Regions from separate parts of the Mus musculus genome. Here region 2 is linked to region 1. Evidence: chromatin contacts called from public HiChIP or PLAC-seq data. All regions are on one chromosome and are shown on one strand. The core of a region is the stretch at or near the end of the contact, and the rest is flanking DNA. Distances in the headings are between cores, read along the strand shown. Region 1 overlaps Disc1 (disrupted in schizophrenia 1). Region 2 has its middle 35 kb from the start of Gm30713.

Region 1 (6,739 bases), core at 2,964-5,463:
CAGAGACACATCTCCTCCAACAAGGCCACACCTCCGAATCCCTATCAAATGATGCCACTCCCTAATGACCAAGCATTCAAACCTATGAGTCTACGGGGGCCATGCCTATTCAAACCATCACACAAGGGAAGCAAACCCTGTCTCCTCAACCACTAAAGAGGAGGGAGGAAGAGGAGGCTTCAAAAAGGCTGCACAGGATGCTGGCTTAACTCATAGTGAAAATGACTTACTTAGAAATCAGGGAAGTCACAGGCTGAGCTCACATTTGCCCCTCGTTCTGTGACTATGACTGAACACACAAGTCATTGCAGATCTTTGCTTGGCCACTTGATGGCAGCACGCTATAGCCATGGTGCCTCCTTGCCCTCCAGGACTAAGATCTATGTCTCTAAACAAGGATATGTCCCCAGGCCACTACTCTGTAGCTTCCAAGTCATGAAGTTGATTTAGACATACTTCTGCTGCCCTTTAGGAAAGAATTTGGGTCCCTGGAGAAGAGTCTGTGTCACAGGCTTAGAACCTGTCTCACTCCCAATGCCAGTGACTCCTGCCCCATCCTCCTTCTTCTTCCTCCTTCTTTTCCCCCTCCCTCTCCTCCTTCTCTTTAGCAATGCAATCGCCTGCAGTTGTGACTCTGGATGTTTGGGGATGTGAAGAACTTGTACTGATCTGATTGATGACTCAGGTGCAGCGGAGGCTTCCACTTCCTCTGACAGGGACCTGCAAGAACCTATGCCTGTCCTGTCCCACCCTGGATATCCACCGTCATCACTGACAAGCTGTGGTTTTAGGCGTCACCACCTCAGAGCTATCGTTTCCTTTTGGTAATGATACAGCTTAGAGGGTCTTAGCATACAGTCCCTGGGAACCAGCTCACCTGTTCCCTGCTTCCTCTCACCACAAAGCATTCTGTCAGCACTGTGCTCAGGCCTCACTTTGCTACAAGGGGATGAAGAGGGCTGTCATTATCATCTGTTCTGATGCTCAAGTCATCTGATATATGAACGTCTTCAGGTGGCCCCCTGTGTTCTATTGACAGAGCCTCAGTCTCCCAGTGCTTTCTAAGTGTTTTGGTATAAGATAATCTAGACTCACCTCATCTTGATGCTGTCTCAGCCTGGGGGCTCTGCTTCCGTCCCGGAGGATAATGTTTGCGTCTGGGCTGGCAGTTCTCCAGGCCCTCTGAGTAGAACAGATAGAAGAGATGTGGAAATATATGTGTGTGTACATCCATGGCTCTCTCTGTATCTACTGCGAGTTTGCATATTAGAAGTGATCATCTCCTTCGAGGAGTTCTGAAATCGGATGCAGGGGCTTATCACTGTAGCAAGCACAAAACCAAAGTCAGCTCCGAGGAGGAAGAGGAACGGAAGAGTTCTTACCTGCAGAGGGGAGATGACAAAGTTATTTCCCAGGCAATGGTCTCCCCAAACAAAGGACTCATGGGGGTTTATTTAGCAGGCAGAATCTGTACTTATCACACGCCGAAGTGTCATTCCTGAACATGCTCAGGTTAAGATCATAATTGAAAAAGAAAAGTCACACTGGGCACTGTGGCACCTGCCTTTAACCCCAGCACTCGATGGAGAGAGAGGTAGACCTCTTGTCTGAGGCTAGCCAATGAGTTCCAGAGCAGTCAGAGCTATGTAGAGAGACCCTGTCTTAGAAAAAGAAAAAGAAAGAAAAAGTCTCAAACCATCTGTGTGAAAAATTGAAGTGACAGCCTGACATGCCTCTGGGCGTGCTCAGATTGCCCAATTTTAGCTGAAAATGCCGGGATGGATACTTTAAAGAATTGGCAATGATGCAGGAGTCTTGCCCCATCACTAACTGGCCAGGACAATACAGGTCCTTTCCACTCCTCTTCCCTCCCACAACTATGTAGCCCAAGCTAGCCTCAGACTCACAGCAACCCTCCTTCCTTCCTCAGCCTCCTACTGCTGTAACTCCAGGTGAGCATCACCATGCCCCACGGAAGGTGTGCTTTGTAACAAGATGTGTGCGAGTGCCCAGTGCAACGCCGGGCTGTGGCAGGTGTTCTGACGCCCTTGATGCACCTGCTCATGCGCCTGCAGCCACAGGAACTGCAGTGTCAGCTCTGTGTAGGAATGAAGGGGAGAGCTCTCAGAACCCTGGCGGGGCAGCCCTGTCTAGGCCGGAGGCAGAAGAAATGGAAATGGAGGAAGCTTGAGGGTGTGCGCAGGGTGTGAACACGCAGGCTGAGCGCAAGGAAGGCTCTGAACCAAACTCCCTGCTGGGAGAACACCCAAGACCATGTGAGGCAGGACAGCATCAAACATGGCTTCAGACACCTTTTCCATATATATGCACACACACACATACACACACACACATGTGTTTGCATATGTGTGGACAGATGTATGTGTATGCAGAGATAAGTATGCCCATGCATGTGGAGACTTTAGGTTGATATAGGGAATTTTTCTCTATTGTTCATATCTGCATGTGTGTGCATGTGTGTTTGAATGTGTGTATGTTTGTGTGTGTATGGATGAGTATGCTCATGAATATGGAGACCTTTGGTTGACATAGGGAATCTTCCTCTATTACTCATGTTTGCATGTGTGTGTGTACATGTGCATGTGTGTATATGTGTGTTTGCATGCTTATGCAGGGATGAGTATGCTCATGCATGTGGAGGCCCTAGGTTGCTATAGGGAATCTTGTGTGTGTGTGTGTGTGTGTGTGTGTGAGTGTGCATGTGTGTATGTGTGCGTTTGCATGTGTGTGCAGGGATGAGCATGCTCATACATGTGGAGACCCTTGGTTGATGTAGAGAATCTTCCCCTGTTGCTTTTAACCTTATTCATTGAGGCAAGGTCTCTCAGTGGGACCCAGAGCTCAGCTGTACAGCTAGTCTAGTCAGTCAGCTTGTTTTTGGAGGTCACCTATCTCTGCTTCCCACATTCTAGAATTATAGATGGCTTGCTGTGCCTACTGGGCATTTATGTGGGTTCTGGAGAATCTAAATTTTGCTACTCATGCAGTTGTTAGTGGCAATGACCTAGGCTGAATGAACAGGCTGAGGGCCTCCAAGACTCCCTTTAACCAGATGTGCTTGGTCTCTGAGCCTTGCAGGTGCCAGGTAGAGTGACATCGTTTTTTTTTTTTTCTCTAATACTAGAAGCTTACAGTTAGGAGAGGTGAGATGCCGTGGCTGGTAGAGGGATCTGGTTGTGTAGGGGAGTGTAGACTGTATGGGAATTGTAGACTGTGTATGGGAGTGTAGACTGTGTATGGGAGTGTAGACTGTATGGGAATTGTAGACTGTGTATGGGAGTGTAGACTGTGTATGGGAGTGTAGACTGTGTATGGGAGTGTAGACTGTGTATGGGGATGTAGACTGTGTATGGGAGTGTAGACTGTACGGGAGTGTAGACTGTGTATGGGGATGTAGACTGTGTATGGGAGTGTAGACTGTGTATGGGAGTGTAGACTGTGTATGGGAGTGTAGACTGTATGGGAGTGTAGACTGTATGGGAATTGTAGACTGTGTATGGGAGTGTAGACTGTGTATGGGAGTGTAGACTGTGTATGGGAGTGTAGAGTGTGTATGGGAGTGTAGACTGTATGGGAGTGTAGACTGTGTATGGGAGTGTAGACTGTGTATGGGAGTGTAGACTGTGTATGGGAGTGTAGACTGTGTACGGGAGTGTAGACCGTGTACGGGAGTGTAGACTGTATGGGAGTGTAGACTGTATGGGAATTGTAGACTGTGTATGGGAGTGTAGACTGTGTATGGGAGTGTAGACTGTATGGGAGTGTAGACTGTGTATGGGAGTGTAGACTGTGTATGGGAGTGTAGACGGTGTATGGGAGTGTAGACTGTATATGGGAGTGTAGAGGCTGTGTATGGGAGTGTAGACTGTGTATGGGAGTGTAGACTGTGTATGGGAGTGTAGACTGTGTATGGGAGTGTAGACTGTGTATGGGAGTGTAGACTGTGATCCTCTCCATGCAGGGCAGGTTGGGCTTGCCTAGCATCTCAGGAATGTAGGCAAGAACCATCCAAGAGAGAGCTGCAGGTTATCAGTGGAGAGTGTGACACTTTCCTGTCTCTGTCTGCCAGAGGACCATTCTGTCACCACCACTTTGCCCTGGTCACTTCAGAACTTGACTTGAGGGCAGTGGGGACCTGGTTGTCCCAGATTCTGCCCATTTATAGACTTGCCCAACATAGCAGCAGACTGGGGCTGGGGCAGCGGAGCACTAACTGCTTTCAAAGCACACCTCTGCTCAAAGCCATCCATGGCTCCGTGTACCTTGAGACAGCACCAGATCCCTTCCAATGGTGTAAGTGGTTCTGCTGCCCCCTTTTACCCTCATCCCACGTCTCCTTGGTTTGCTCACTATGAATGGCCCTAAAATTCAAGGCGAGAGTCACTCAGGGCTTCTACTTGGTACAGCCCATCAGCATAAGGGGTGGGGGGTGTAACCTGCGGAACCAGTGAGCTACCAGTATATAAAATTGGGTGTAGAGTACCAAATGGAGAAGATGCTGCCTAGGAAGTTGCATCCCCTGTGCCTAGTGGCCGTTGCAGAGTTAGAATCCCTGAGAAAGTTGAGAGAGTGGCCAAGGCTTTAATGCCACAGCTGAGTATTCACATTCCCTTTTCTAAACCTGAAAGAGAACTTCAGGTGGCCAGGGTCTCCAGAGTGAGTGACAGCACAGAGCCGGCCTGAGCTGGGACCTCTCCTGTTCTACTCCCTGTTTTCCTTTGTTTTCTTCTCCATGGTGATTGCTTTGCTGGATTAACCCTTTAGGGACCATCCAGGACCAGGAGACAGTTTAGAGCATAGCAGAGGACCAAGGGAAGCCAGGCTGGGATTTTTAAACACAGCATGAGCCTCCCAAAGCCGTACACATCAGGGCTGCTAATAATAACCAGTCCTTTGACATTAACTAAATTGCAGACATAAAGCTTGATGTATTGTTTAGATTATGGTGGTTAATCCCTAGGCCCATAATATAGAGATTATTATTAATGTCTTTTTTTTTTTAACAGATCAGGAAACTGGAGTCTAGAAAGGCTAAATAATTTGAAGGTCAGACAGACAGCTGGCTAAGCTCAGAGTTGAACTCAGGTTTTTCCCTGGCCCCTGCACAGTGAATCTCATTATAACTGCCTTAATTAGCGTTTCATTTTATGAGCATTTAACAAGATTTTTAGTGGTTTTCACCAAAAGTTTTTATTTTATAGAACAATATATAAGTTCTTGAGAAAAAAAGCCACATGACCTTCAGGTGCTTGTTAAAGAGTGGGAATATCTCAGTAGAGTCTGGGAGACCTTGCCCAGCCTGGACCAAGAAAACCGAGTGGCCTGTTTGATGAACACCAGTATTGAAAAGGATGTATCACTAACAGTGTTTGGAAAGCAACATCCAATTAGCTCTGGCAGGCAGTCGTGAAGAAGGTAGTGTGGACAAAGTCCAGTTATTTGGGACTTGGTCCTGGAATCCACTTTTTGATACCCTTAGGGCAGTAGGACAGGTCCTGGGCAAATTCCTGTGATGGCTAGTCTCCTTTGTGGACTGGATTTAAGCTCCCCAGGGGGATAGATTCTGGATGCGTCTATGAGGGTTTTCCCAGAGAGGTTTCACTGAGGAGGAAGACCTACCCTGGCTGTGGGAGGTACCACCCCTAGGACAGGGCTTTTGCATGAATAGAAAGGGAAAGAGAACATTCTTCTCTCTCTGCTTCCTGACTATAAATGCAATGTGATCCCGAGCTCCTGCAGCCCTTCGTCCCCATCACCACAGGCTGTACTGGCTGGCTCCATGAGTCCAAATAGACCCATTCCTTCTTACCTCGCTTTTGTCTAGCATCTTGTCACAGCAATGAGACAAGTAACGAATTCTATTCTCTGTGCAGTGTCTGAACATTGAATTCAGGTCATTTGGTGCATTTATGGGAAATTCACTTATTGATGGGGGCTTCTCCAAACTCTTGTTCATTCACTGCCTTCCCGTCACCTGGGCACCTTTGCTGGCCAAGCACCAGCGTGGGAGAAGGGCTATACCTGCTACATTGTGACTACCAGTGTGAGAGGGGCTGTATCAGCTACATTGTGACTACCAGTGTGAGAGAGGGGCTGTATCAGCTACATTGTGACTACCAGTGTGAGAGAGGGGCTGTATCTGCTACATTGTGACTACCAGTGTGAGAGGGACTGTATCTGCTACATTGTGACTACCAGTGTGAGAGAGGGGCTGTATCTGCTACATTGTGACTACCAGTATGGGAGAAGGGCTATACCTGCTACATTGTGACTACCAGTGTGAGAGAGGGGCTGTATCTGCTACATTGTGACTACCAGTGTGGGAGAAGTGTTGTATCTTACATTGTGACTAGTGTTAACTTGATCTGTGAAGAAAGGCTAGAAACTATTAATGTAGAATGGACTCCATGGGAATAGTCTGTAGGGCCCTTGGGATATGTAGGGGCATCTCGGGAACTACAGTGAACTAGGGAAAGCCTGTAGAATGTTCTTATCATATCATAGCAAGCGATGCATGCACAGGACACTGGAGCAGGCCCCAGCAAAGATGGCCAGTGCTGACCGTCTGAGATCTTATCTTTCTGCGACAATCCAGTAGAGAGATTCAAGGTCACAGAACAGCACCTGACAAGGACACAGGGATGTGAGCCTCGAAGGGTGGGACTTACACCATTCATTTAATTATCCCATCCATCATTCATATGTTTAGAGACAGGTT
Region 2 (6,739 bases), core at 1,295-3,794, 230 kb after region 1:
TGCTGTCACAGGGACTCCAGCTTAGTGAGCAGAGCCACAGAACCTTCGTTGCAGCTCCGTGCTGCAGGTCAAAGCCAGTGGCATTTCCAGTACCTAGGAGCAGGCCTTCCCCACACACCAAGTTAGACTCTTGGAGCCAGAACACACTTTGCTAAGAACCTGGAGAGGTCGAGGTGTCGCCAGACCCAGATCTGTAGCAGGCTGTGCTGCCTTGGCAGGCTGTGGCGAGACTTGCAGACTCCAGGCCCTAACACACTGGTGGAGATGAGCTTTGATCTGCACCGTGTCTCCTTGGTGCTGTCCATGCTAGTCCCGTGCCTTAGGAACCTTAGTTGTCCCTGATGGCTTTCCCAGGAGACACCAGAGGGCACAGCTAAGGGACACTAAGGCACAGCTGATGGGAAAGCAGGGGCTTGTGGGAGGGAGGAGTCCAAGGGATCTGAGCTGAGTGCAAATGAAATCTGCTCCTGGGTTTTCTTCACTGTGTGGCCCCTCGGTGGCCTAGTCTAGAACTTGCTGTGTAGACCAGGCTGGCCTCATAACAATCTGTCTTCCTTTGCCTCCCAAGTGCTGGGATTAAAGTCACACACCACCAGGCATGGCTAGCTTTAAAAAAATAATAATAATGATAATAATAATAAAACTAAATTTGCTCAGAGATCTTTCTTGAATCCTGTCTTCTTTCTGTCCTGCTTTTGGTACTTCCTTCCTTCTTAACGAAGTCCCCTCTTCCATCCTTCTCTTCCTTACATTGCTCTCCTTCCTCCTCCCCCAACCTCCTTTCTTTAACCATCCTGGCTACCCAAGATCCAGTGTCCAGGGTTTGCCTCAGCACCTGAGTTGCTCCTGTATCCCAGCGCTTCCGGTCTCCTACACCCAGCACTATTGTTGGCTGTGCCCCATCCTTCCCTCCAGGGTACGAAGATGCTTCCCATCCTCCGGTTGAACTCGAGTCAGACACCTGCTCACACACACTGTGAAGACCACTGGAGAACACCTTCCTTCGCCCTAGGCCCTGGTGGGAACAGGGCTCTGAGCTCCCATAATGCCCCGGGGGGGTGGGGGTAGGACAGGGCTCTGATCCCCCACAATGCCCTGGTGGGAACAAGGCTCTGTGCTCCCACAATGTCTTGTTGGGAGGAGGATATAGGGCTCTGAGCTCCCACAGTGCTGGGGGTGGGGGGTGGGGTGGGAGGGGAACGGGGCTGTGGGCTCTCACAAGGAGAAGATGCTTCAGTCCCATAGCTGCTTTTGGAGTCTGGCCACACCCTTAAGAGGTCAGCTGAGTTCTGCCCTAGCCCTGCTAGCCTCGCTAAGGCACGGGCAACCACCCCCACTCCCTCTGTTTATATGGATGTTGTGCGTTGGAGGAACGGGTGCTGTGCTACTTATGATTGAGGGACTTCCTTCTGCCTCCGTCAGCTTTAGAGACACTTTTTTCTTTCTGGTCCACAGGCCTAGGGCTTGTGTTTGTTTCTGACTGTCTTATAAGTACTTTTCACGTTTAAAATGTTCAGTGAGGGTAGGAGCCGGAGAGGGGCCATAGTGAGAGCTCACTTCAACATCAGAGACCCAGTTGTCTTAGAACTTTTCAAGACTGACACATACTCTGGGACCATGGAAAGTTGGCTCATTCCTGCTCATGGGATTAGGATGAGGATGGGGGCCTCGGAAAGCAACTAGAGAGAGGAAGGAAGAACAGGACCATCCACGGGAGGTCACCAAGGCTACAGGCACTGAGGTGGAGCCTTCCCTTGTTCGGATTCTTATGTCCTGAGTGAGTTTTGCAGTGCTCCCTGGTAACCACCTCCTCGGGAGCACTTCATGCTGTAACATATGTGTATATGTAAGATCTGCAGAACATAGACCATTTCCTATGCGGTTGATAACATGGCTAATATCTCACTGTCTGTCTTCACTGTAAGATCAAATGCAAACGGGGAGGGGGGTGAGGGAAGGGCTTGGGTAAGGGGGAGGGGTGGGACACTTTTCTGTTCCCAGCAACAGTGTTGGAACTCCTACAGAATGTGAGCCTGCTCCTGAGGTTAACAACCTTGTCTCCTGGTTGCTGGGTCACGCGGTGTTTCCTCTTAACCAGAGTGCAAGTGTTTGGAGCTCATCATTCAAAGCAAAGTTAATCCCCGAGGACAGGAGCCTGGCTGAGAGCCCAGAGCCTGTTGATTGGAGCTCCGGAATGCTGGGTAGGAGGGCCAGTCTAGAGGGAGGAGCTGCTCATTCAGTGTGGTCTTCACACACTTCTGCATCTAGTTTTGATGACACCAGGTGAAGAACCCGAGAAGATAGAAGCTGGGAGTGGGGGTGGGGGGCAAGTCTCCCCTCTCCCCAAGGTGTGTCCACCTAGGACCTCAGAGGCCACTCCACTTGGAAAAAGGTTCTTTATAGATACTGTCAGTCAACACCAAGTCATGATGAGTTAAGCTGGACCCAAGCCAGAGGTCAGTGTCCTCATAAAGAAAGAGCACTCGGAGACAGAAGACTGGGAACAGGGGCAAGAGGCTGAGTGTCCATGGAGACAGCAGTTGCCCAGGAACAGCACAGGGCTGCTGGCCATCTCTGGGGGCTGAGAAATGAGGAGGAAGGGAACTGAGCCTGCTGGTGCTCTGAGGTGTGGCTGCTTTCTCTTCATAGAGAATTTCTTTCTGATTAGCGTGGTCACTTTGCTTCCTGCAAAGCTTCCTTGCTACTTTTCGATCTGCTCAAGGTTTTATTTCATTCTCAAACAAGAGGCCAACTACCTAGAAACACCCGGTACAAACTGACCAGGTGTCCTTTCAAAATGAAAAAAAAGAAAGAAAGAAAGAAAGAAAGAAAGAAAGAAAGACCTATCAATATTCCAAATTGAAGCACAATTTATACACACTAGATAACAGAAACATCCAAATCTTAAGTGAGGTTTTTGTTGTTATTGTTGTTGTTATTGTTATTGTTTTCTTTTTGTTTGTTTGTTTGTTTTCTGTTCTGGGCCTAGGACCCAGTGTGTCTACACCCACCTTCAGTAAACACTCCACCACTGAGCTACATCTTCAGACCTCTTTTTACTCCTTTTCAGAGAGAGAATCTCATTCGCTCACCCAGGTTTGCCTAGAGCTCACTATGTGGTGGATCCAAAATGGCACCTGACCTAACACTACTCCCTAAAATTCCCCAGCTCTCCAGCAAACCACTTTCTTCTGGTTCGTAAAGGTTTTACAGCCTTTCAAACATATTGCCACCATCTGGGGACCAAGTGTTCAAAGGCACAAGCCTTTAGGGGACACTTTACACTCAAAGCATAACACCTGTATATTTCTGTTCAAGTCAGAGCCTGTGTCCACCAGGGCTTACAGTGAAGGACACGAGACTAGCGCTCATCGTGGAAGCTGTGGAATGACAGGGAAATGTGTTCTCTATGACCACTGTCTGCTGCAGTGGAAAGAGGTTAGAGTGAAGACAGGTAGGGGAAGAGAGATACCTCAGGGAGAACCTGGCAGAGCATTTGTGCTCAGTGCTGTCTCTGTACCACTTTGAGGCCCAGCCTCATCCCACACAGGTGGAGGTCATTGCAGGACCTAATGTATCTAACACCTTGCCCTGCTTGCAGATCCTGCAAACAGAAAGGAGTTGGGACGGCCCTACCAGGCTTCTGGGAGATTCTAGCCTGGGTCCACTTCTGCATCTGCACTTTTAAGAAAACAAGGGTTGTTTTGTTTTGTTTTGTTTTGTTTTGTTTTGTTTTGTTTTTACTGCAGCTCAGTAACAACCAGGAGGTCTTGATCCTGCTTCTGCAATTTGCACTTGAGTTCTGTCTGTAAAATGGGATAATCTAACCTGTGAGCACTGGATACACCGCTGCCAGGACGCTCTGTGGTCAAAGGGGAGCCATGTGAGAAAGCATGAGACGAGATTAAGTTGTGTGACAGTTTCTACTCAGTCATTTTGGTGATGAGTCTAGCTGCAGATACCATCCAGGATTGTTGGCCAGCACAATAGGACAAAGCCTATGTCCTCCTGGGTTTGACAAAGTTGAATCCACAAAGCTGAACATCTGGGCACACAGTGGCTTGTGTCTGGGGGAAGGGTCTCTGTTGGCTTCTCATGGCTGTGTGCTGCTATGTCTGGCAGAGACAACCTGGTAGTCGTGTATGGCGAATACACTGGACGAAAGACAACCATGCAGAGAGCTGCTGTGGCAGCAGGGGAATGTCAGGAGGAGGCATGGCAGCGAGTGGCTTACTGCACTGTGTAAAGACGGAAATGAACCCAACACAAAAGGCAGGAAGAGACGCAGAGAAGAACACAGACAGAGAGACAGGGAACAAGGAAGAGAGACACATGAAGAGAGATCAAGAAACACACAGAGGCAGGTGGCAGGGGCAGGAAGTATTGTCACACTGGAAAACAACATCTACAGACAGTGGACAAAGATGACAGAGTTAGCCAGCAGTGACTGAGTCCAGCCTGTCACGTTTCAGATAAGGAAACCGAGGCTGGTGACTGAGCCTGATCTATTTATAGCTTGTGTCATAGCTCATGAGAACTGTGGCTTGCTTTGGAATCCAGTTCTGAATCTTGGAGGCAAAGACACATCAGTTTGTGAGAAAAAAAAATTATAATTTGCCTGCAAGTGTTTATTGTCTGTTAGGATCAGAGAATTCACAGGCTATATTTGTTTTTATTGTGTATGTTTTCTGGTAGGATGGAGTCTATTGATCTATGCCCATGTGACTAAAGATGGAGGGTGAAGAGGAAGAATGTCCGAACTCACACTGAGAGAGAGATTGAAAGGAGCGAAACAGAAGCCAGAATCAACGGAATGTCAGGTCACACGCAGGAACAAGCACTGCAGAGGCCTTAGAAATTAGTCTGGTGAAACACTTCCCAAAGCAGAGAGAAGAAAGAAATTCTAGTCCAGGCCAGGACAAGACCCCTGGAAGGAAAATAATGAGAACAGAAAAAGCAAAGGCGAACAAAATAAGAAAACTCCAAGGCTCAGACGTTGGAACTCAGGAGCCCAGCAGGCAGGAGGCTCAGAGACAGCCTGAGAAAGATTCAAAAGCCACGTGCAGGGGCCAAAGGTGCAGAGAGGAGGAGGCAAGGAGCTTCCAAGGCCACAGAAGGTGGTTTCTCATAGGACTTGCAAATGAGAGCAAGTGTGGAGTGGTTTAACTTGTCACTCACCCTTCTTGGCTGGCTAAGGCATTGATGACCTAAGAGGCTCATTTGTGAGGCAAGAGTGGATCAGTCCCCCATGCAGGACTGTGGGAATAAGAAAGTTAACTTGTGGGGCTGGAAAGATGGTTCAGGTGTTAAAGACACCACTGTTCTTTCAAAGGACTGGGGTTCAATTCCCAGCACTTACATGGCATCTTACAACCATCTGTAACTCCAGATCCAGTCGATCAAATACCACTTCTTCTGGCTTCTGCAGGCACCGTACACATGTGGTGCACAAGTGGACAAAACGCCCACACACAAAAAGCAAAAAGTTTTATAAGAAAGTTTACTCCAAGAGCCAGAAAACAAGAAAGGCCGTCATATGCACTGCCCTGTACAAATTCTCTCTGCAAATCAAGAAAATCAATAACCTGCAGAAATCAAAAAGGAGTCTCCCCTTCCCAAGCTCCCCCCCCCCCCCGTTGTGAAGAAAGCCCCCACCCCACCCCCCAATGGAGGGAAAAGAGGTTCTTGAGATGTGCGCATGCTCTGAACATCACATGACTTTCTGGAAACCCCATCCAGCAATGAGGCTTTATAAAATTCAGGCTTCTGGGCTTATATCAGCCTGGATTCTAGTAGCATTTGTCCACAGTACCATGGAAAATTTGTATTTGTAATGCTTTTTTAGGAATGACAGTTCCCCGTAGGCTTAATAACCACTGTGAGAGCCATTCAGGCAACATGATTTGCTTCATGCTGGGTTGTCCTGTCTGAATCTGACCTGTGTGGCCAGCCATTCATGCTATGTGTGCTTATCAGGAACTCTCCTCAAGATTTTAGCACAAAGCTGAAGATGGAAAAGCAATTGAAACCGACAGATTGCTGGGTTCTGACATCCCTTGTCGCTCATGCTGAGGTAGTGCTTAGCCTGTGGGGCTTTTCTGAGGCATCTCCAGAGAATGTTAAATGGGTGGAAATGGGAGATTTCTAACAGAGGCACGAGGGGTTGGAAGCCCATTTCTGTACTATGCCATCCCAGGGTCTTGGGTAGCAAGAACGGCTTGAAGTTGTCAGAGGAGCAGGTCACTCCAGGCAAGTGTGAGCTTATAGATCCAAAACTTTTCTCAGACCAGAACCTCATGGTTCAATTTGCCAGTGACCTGTGGTCTATTGAAGATGTATGGTCAGTACCATGCCAACATAAGCCTGCTGTGTCGCCTGCCCCAGATATTTGAGTCTGGGGTCTGGGAACATGGAACATACTAGCATTATGGGCACATAGATTCTCCAAGGACTTGACAGGTGTGTGTGTGTGTGTGTGAGAGAGAGAGAGGGGGGGGAGAGAGAGAGAGAGAGAGAACTGCTCCCATGTTAAAGATTCTACAAAGCCAAATGACTGAACTTCAAGATTAGGAAGGTTTAAAATGTTGTAGACAAAGCCATATTACCTTGGCTATTTTTAGTCCCTTTGGGAAACTGTCTATCGTCCCTACCTATGTCTAACCTAACACTCTCCTGTCTATGGAAGACCTCGTGGTGTATTCTTAACAGGTCTCCTTGTTTGTTTTAAGCTGTCAACTGG

The links. HiChIP or PLAC-seq counts read pairs in DNA pulled down with a chosen protein or histone mark.
Region 2: an H3K27ac HiChIP or PLAC-seq map of heart atrium shows a contact between it and region 1, with 4 times the contacts expected there. The contact joins two enhancer-like sites. A contact is called at or near these places in 1 of 15 datasets of contacts at CTCF or cohesin (the NIH/3T3 cell line), 1 of 484 Hi-C or Micro-C datasets (forebrain) and 1 of 115 datasets of contacts at active chromatin or transcription factors (heart atrium).

The regions. Positions count from the first base shown.
Region 1 is chr8:125,116,493-125,123,231 of GRCm38.p6, forward strand. The region is part of intron 3 of Disc1 (disrupted in schizophrenia 1); the gene reads left to right. Among named protein-coding and RNA genes, the nearest start is that of Disc1, 66 kb to the left of the region's middle. Within about 2 kb of position 4,214, at least 8 of the 459 cell types and tissues checked have an H3K27ac peak or open chromatin away from gene starts, as enhancers often do. A contact at or near this core is called in heart atrium, where this site is marked.
Region 2 is chr8:125,347,372-125,354,110 of GRCm38.p6, forward strand. No RefSeq gene overlaps it. Among named protein-coding and RNA genes, the nearest start is that of Gm30713, 35 kb to the right of the region's middle. Within about 2 kb of position 2,545, at least 75 of the 459 cell types and tissues checked have an H3K27ac peak or open chromatin away from gene starts, as enhancers often do. A contact at or near this core is called in heart atrium, where this site is marked.